2 separate regions of the Sus scrofa genome follow, and region 2 is linked to region 1. The links are chromatin contacts, called in public promoter capture Hi-C maps. All regions are on one chromosome and are shown on one strand. The core of a region is the stretch at or near the end of the contact, and the rest is flanking DNA. Distances in the headings are between cores, read along the strand shown. Region 1 holds the start of OSBP (oxysterol-binding protein 1). Region 2 holds the start of ZDHHC5 (palmitoyltransferase ZDHHC5).

The links. Promoter capture Hi-C pulls out the DNA fragments that hold promoters and counts their contacts.
Region 2: a promoter capture Hi-C map of liver shows a contact between it and region 1, with 5 times the contacts expected there. The contact joins the promoter of ZDHHC5 here to the promoter of OSBP in region 1. A contact is called at or near these places in 2 of 5 promoter capture datasets (fetal liver and liver) and 1 of 2 datasets of contacts at active chromatin or transcription factors (skeletal muscle).

What each region holds. Positions count from the first base shown.
Region 1 is chr2:11,874,560-11,877,736 of Sscrofa11.1, forward strand. OSBP (oxysterol-binding protein 1) reads left to right here and starts at 1,735. Exons shown (of 14, transcript XM_021082995.1): 1 at 1,735-2,331. The coding sequence starts at 1,964.
Region 2 is chr2:13,275,239-13,278,657 of Sscrofa11.1, forward strand. ZDHHC5 (palmitoyltransferase ZDHHC5) reads right to left here and starts at 1,279. Exons shown (of 12, transcript XM_021083028.1): 1 at 1,171-1,279.

The sequences.
Region 1 (3,177 bases), core at 485-2,984:
GGTGCCTAAATGACTTTCCCGAAGTCAGAGAGCCGATAAGTAGCAAAGGCAGGACTCAAGCATAAAAGAATTCATCTTAGCTCAGTTAAAACAATTAACCCAAGTAGCCTACATCTAACTGCAGATTTTCTTTTTTTTTTTGTCTTTTTGCCATTTCTGGGGCCGCTCCCGCGGCATATGGAGGTTCCCAGGCTAGGGTTCCAATCGGAGCTGTAGCCACCAGCCTACACCAGAGCCGCAGCAACGGAGGATCCGAGCCACGTCTGCAACCTACACCACAGGTCACGGCAACGCCGGATCGTTAACCCACTGAGCAAGGCCAGGGATCGAACCCTCAACCTCATGGTTCCTAGTCGGATTCGTTAACCACGCGCCACGGTGGGAACTCCTTTTCAAAGTGTATTCTCTTTCCAGAATTCAATGGATATTTCTCTTCTTTAAAAGCTTTCTAACAGGATATTTTTCTTTATTTCCTTGATACCGTGAAGCACACTGCAGGGAAAAAAGCAATTTTACAATGTCTAACAGCTATTTCTGTTGCCCAGTGAAATCAGAAAAATGTAGCAAGTTCCAGGTTCCCCAGAGCTCCTTTTGCAACAATAGTTCACAACATCTAAATGCTAAATGAGATACTAAATTTGTGACGTTCACAAATGTGTGAACAATTTATCTGAAATAACTACTTTCCGTGCAAGGTTAAGTATACACACGTGAGCATATGATGCTACAGCCAAGGGCCCTTTGGACTGGAAGACATGGGTCGCAAGTAGATATAAAGTCAGGTCCTCGCGAGTCTATTTTCTCCTCACAGCTGGGTCAGCAACTCGTGGGACAGAATTAGGAGTCTAGAAGCAAGAGATAAGAGGTGTGGTGGACGATGAGCAAACCAGGGAACATTATTAGAATGGTGGATTCAGGAGGAAAGTGGGAAGCTATCTCTGGGCTCCCCATTAATTCTGGTCTCCAGCTGGGAGCCAGCTGCTAGAAGGCGGCCCTGGAAAGGAGAGACTCGGGCAGGGGCTGTCTACTAAGAATCACTCCTCCTAACAAGAAACAATAGAAATCTTAACTCAGAAAGAGGGATTCCTACGCTGCGCATACAGCAAAAATATGCTTTCGGGACGCTGACCCGCTTCTGCCTCTTAGAAAGTTCACCAAAGGTGGAAGCAGAAGGGCTCGCCCGGCAAGTGCTTCTCCCAGATTTTATTGGCTGCCCTGGCCTGCCCTCGCTCAGTCCGTCTCTTTCATTGGTCATCATTGCCAAGCTCCTGGTTCACAGACAACCTCCGGAACCAATCATCTCCAATCACTGCCCCGTCCCTCCCCCAACATGTGAGGGACATTCATTCTAACCAGTAAGAAATTAAAGTGAGGCTGTGATGGCTAGACTCCTCCTCCTTCTCCTCAACTCGTTCGGTAAATGGTAGAAAAGGTTGAGCAGCTGATACCAACCACCAATCCGTAAGGGCGGAAGAGAGACAAGGAGAAGGGTGCTGGGAGGGGGTGACGTGGCGGTGACGGGGGCATAAACTAAAATGAGTGGCAGAAGTTCTAGCCAATCGACAATCAAACTGGCTGGGCAGTCTGCATACTTGAGGCCTCCCGGAGCGCTGGAGACTTCGGGAAAGCACCAATGAAATGTACAGAAATCTGATTGGCCTTCACTTGCACCAATCAATGGCGTGCTTGGCGGAAGCGTCCCACCCTCAGTTTTCACTGGGCGGTGTGTAATGACAGGCCCAAGAGAAATGCCAATGTCCTAGGGGTCTTCCGCAAGTGACACTCGGCGGCACCAATCGACTTTTTCCTTCCCGGCGGCCGAGCCCTCCTCCCCGCGGCCGGCCTGGCGGGGCGGGGACGGTGCGCGGCGGCGGCTGATGCGCTAGCCGTGTGGGGCCCTCCGGGCGGCGACGGCGGCTCTCGTAGGCGGTTCCGGTCCTGTATCTCAGGGCGGCGGCGGCTCATGGCGGCGACGGAACTGAGAGGAGTGATGGGCCCGGGCCCGACAGCCATGGCGGCTCCGGGCGGCGGCGGCGCCGGTCCCCCCATGGTGGGAGGAGGCGGCGCGGGCGGCCGCGGAGACTCGGGGCCAGGCTCCGCGGCCGCGCCGAGCACGGTGGCCGCGGTGTCGGCGGGCGGCCCGGGTCCCGGGGCCGGGGGAGTGGCGGCAGCGGGCCCGGCTCCTGCGCCGCCGGCGGGGGGCTCGGGCGGCTCGGGCGCTGGGGGATCAGGCTCGGCTCGCGAGGGCTGGCTCTTCAAATGGACCAATTATATCAAAGGCTACCAGCGGCGGTGGTTCGTGCTGAGCAACGGGCTCCTGAGCTACTACAGGTAACTGCTTCCGGGGCGCCGTCTCCCATCGCAGCCCACAGTCCCCGCGCCGTCACCCTCTCCAGCCCGCGCAGCAGCCAAGGTCGCCCCAGGCCCCTTTTCGTCACCTGCGTGCATTGACAGCCCCTGACACAAGTCCACCCTCACGAAAATGAACGCCCCAGGACTTGCCCCTCCACCTGGGTGACCCACCCTTAGTGCTAGACCTTCCGCTCGGTGCCTGGCCCTTTGAGTTGTTCCGAGAGCCTCTTCTCTTCCATTGTGTTTCCAGCAGCACATCGGTGCAATGATTAATTCTGCAAGGAAGGCGCCGATGTAGGTGCTAAAGGGCACATATATGAGGGCTGATCGCAGGCACCACTCCCAAAGAACTTAAGTGCGAAAGTCTCAAGGCTTAGCTATCTGGGCCCAGTCTCCAAAATTCAAGGTTATTAGCAGCCCTTGATCTACCCGCCTTTTGGTCTCTCCACATTCAGGCTGAAGGACACCACACACAGGGTGGCCTCGGTAGCTGTCCCCTGTCTTTATCTCTTCCAAGATTTGCCTATGCTTTTGCCTTCTAGACAGCCCAGAATGGAGAAGTGCACTCCAGCCTTTCTCATTTTTGCCTGCCCCACCTCCTCCCATGGGAATGATTAAGTGTTCCATCCAGTATTTCTGGGCTCTCTCTGGTTAATCAGGTTTTTTCATTAAAAGAAGAACCCATGTCTTTGGAATGACCCTTCTGTTCAGCAATGCTTGTTTTGGATTATTTAATACATATTTATGGTAACTCACAGTCTTGCCATAACATAACATGCTTTTGGCCACTCATGTTACTATAGAAAGGTTAAGATGCTGGATTTG
Region 2 (3,419 bases), core at 29-2,528, 1.4 Mb after region 1:
AAAAGCATGGAGCTCCCGCTGGTGGGGGTAGGGGAGGAAGCGGACGGATGCAAGAGAACAGGTAACAGGATGAGGCTTGAGCCAAAATAAGTATCAGCAGAGTGGGGTGAAGGACCTAAAAAGCAGGGAGGGAATGGCACCCAATCCCTACCCCGGAGCGGGGGTATCGAGAATCACGGTAAGGGGCAGGGATGGCCGAGACAGGGAAGACCGCATCCGCGGCGGCAGGGCCCATTGGAGCCGCGGGAGACTACAGAGCCCCGGGTCGCAGAGCCGGGGGCGGGAGGGGCGGCGGCTGGGCGCCAGGCGCGTAGGGACCGGGGTCCCCAGCTGGGACCCGGCGACCCGGCACTAACCGGTTCTGAGCCCCGGCAGCCGTGGATCCCCGGCCTCTACTCGTCGTCCGTTTCCGGGGCCCACGGGTCCCGCCGCAGTTGGATGACCCGGCCCGGAGGAGGAATGGGGCCTCAAACCACCTCCCCCTCTTGGGTCCCCCTTCCCTAGAGGTCACTCTCCCCTCCCACCTTCCTGGCCCGACACTTCCGGTTCCGTAGGGGCCGGTGTCCCCGGTACTCACCCCCGGCGCTGTTCCCGTCACCGCTACCGTCGTAGTCGCCGCCGCCTCCCGGTAGTGCCGTCCGGCCTCTGAGAGGCAGCGCGCGGCCGCCGCACGCTCCACGCCCGCCCTGCTCAGCGCGCCCCCGCTCAGCGACGCTCGCCTTCGAGTCAGCGCGCGGCCGTTGCCCTCAGAGCCGGGTCTCGAGCCCTCCCAGCGTTCCCATTGGCTCCCTGTCCCGGGCGCGCGCGACGTCTCGCGCAGGGCACGTTCCTCTCATTCATGCGGCTCGCGCCGCCGCGCCCGCCCCCGCTCACTCTCCCATTCACCCATAGCCCCCACCCCGACGCAGCTCTAGGGCGTGCGCGCGCACGCCGGCGACCGCGGCGACCTCGCGGTCTGATTGGCTGCAAGAGCACAGCGCCGTACCACGCGAGAAAACGAGAACGCGCGCGCAAGGGCCTTCGACCAGCAGAGATGGGTGGGCGTACTGCGCAGTAGTCGGAAAAGGGGAAATGGCGGGGCCACTCTTCCCTTTTTCTGCTTCCTGCTTTGTGCCCCTCCCGTATCGAAGCAGGAAAACTCAGACGTGAAAAATAATTAAATGTGCGTACCGAGAGTACTCAAAAGCAAGTAGTTACCCTTCCAAATTCGCCAAACCCCCTCCAGTAAGTGTGGTACGCTCCAGACAGGCTTCTGGAGTAACCAATCACCCACAGGCCCCGGCGTCTTCCGGCTTCAGCTTCTTCAGTCATTGGCCAACAGTTTGCCCACTAATTGGCCCTCTCCCTTTTTTCTTTTTTCTCTTTCTTTTTTTTTTTTTGATGGCGAAAACTTTATTTAAAACAATTTTGATGGAGCATTCATTAGACCGGCGAGTTCCCTAGTACCAGCAGAATCTCAGGATAATGGAAAGGTCTGGCTTATGGCTTCCGCACGGAGGGGCCTCCCGGAGTGAAGAGTCTGTGGGGAGCGAAGCTCCTGCCGAAGGCCTAGGAGGAAGAGGAAGGAGAGCGAGCGCGAGCTTTGGAACCATAGTGCCAACCGTGGAAGAGGAACACAGGACGCGCGCTGAGGCAGTCGCAACCCCCCGGAGTGGGAGCTGACTCTTGGCTTCGCCTGATTCCCTTAGCGTTTCACTGCAGCCCCTGAGCTGGGTGCCGACATGTAACCTCGCCCAATCCGGGAAATACAGGCAGGAAGGAAAAGATTCTCTAGAAGCTCCTGTCTCTGGAGCTGCTGGCCAACGCTACATAGATCACAGCGCCACATCTTGTCCTAATTAGCCCTACAACGTTGTGAACCCAAGAGCAAGGCCTGGTGTTCTCATTTAGCTCAAGGCCATTTCTTTTTTGAAAGCTGCCCTGGCTATTACGTAATAGTCTTTCAAAAGTGTTCCACCAGCCACTTCACTGAAGCCAAGATTCCTCACCTGTAAAGTGTGATTCTAAATCCTGCGGTCTGTCCTGGTCTTTGGTGTCAAATGTTGCTAGTTTAAAATATGCTCTGAGCACTAGGCGGCATGGGAAAGATCTGCCTTCTTTTCTGAGGTCTAATCTAGTTCTTTCTCTGACATGGCTTATGTAACAGGTTCTATTACATGCTTGCTAAGTGCCTCAATCTACCATTTGTTGCTGCATGCTTCAGAGTTTTGTTTTGTTGTTGTTTGTTTGTTTTAATGGCGGCACCCGCAGCATATGGTAGTTCCGGGGCCAGGGATGGAATAGGAGCCGCAGCTGCGACCTTCTCTACATATCCATAACCCACTGCACCAGGCTGGGGATGAAACTTGCTCTGCCACAGAGACAAGTCGAGTCCTTGGTGGGAACTCCTGCATAGCTCTTTTAATGACAGTGTGTATTTAAAAAATGAAATCTTGGAGTTCCTGTCATGGCTAAGTAGTTAACGAATCTGACTAGTATCCATGAGGTTGCAGGTTGGATCCCTGGCCTCGCTCAGTGGGTGGGGTATCCGGCATTGCTGTGAGCTGTGGTGTAGGTTGCAGGCTCCACTGGAATTCTGCGTGGGCTGTGGCTGTGGGGCAGGCCGGCAGGCAGCTACAGCTCCGATTTGGCCCCTAGCCTGTGAACCTCCATATGCTGCAGGTGGAGCCTTAAAAAGCAAAAAATATTAATAAACTAAAAAATGAAATATTTAAAAACTTTAGACCTTATAAAAGGTAAAGTTAAAGTATTATTGGAAATACAATATTTGTTTCATTTAGAGAGGCTTTTTTAGCTGCAAGTTAGGTTAATTTATATCCTTAGAAATTAAATTTCTTTTTTTTTGCTTTTTTTGTTGTATTGAAATACAGTTGATTTACAAGGTTGTGATAATTCCTGCTGTACGACAAAGTGATTGAGTTCTGTGTGCTATACAGCAGGTAAAATTCATTTTTCTATTTTATGCTTTTCTTGATTTTTTTTTTTTTTTTTTTTGCTTTTTATGGCCCCACATGCGGCATATGGAAGTTCCCAGGCTAGGGATCGAATTGGAGCTGCAGCCACTGGCCTACGCCAGAGCCACAGCAACTCGAGATGTGAGCCTCATCTGCAATCTACACCACAGCTCACGGCATTATGCTGGATCCTTAACCCACTGAGAAAGACCGGGGATCGAATCCGAAACTTCATGGTTCCTAGTCGGATTCATTAACCACTGAGCCACAACGGAAACTCCCTGGGTCATCTTGTTGTGCGGTAGGAAACTGATAGAACACTGTAAATCAACTATAATGGAAAAAATAAAAAATTACTATAAAAAAAAGAATCATGCAAAATATTTCCCTGAAAGGATGTTTAATAGAACGTAAGGTTTAAATTGCCAGCCACTTCTGAAAAGTATTGCACAGTAAAATCTAGGC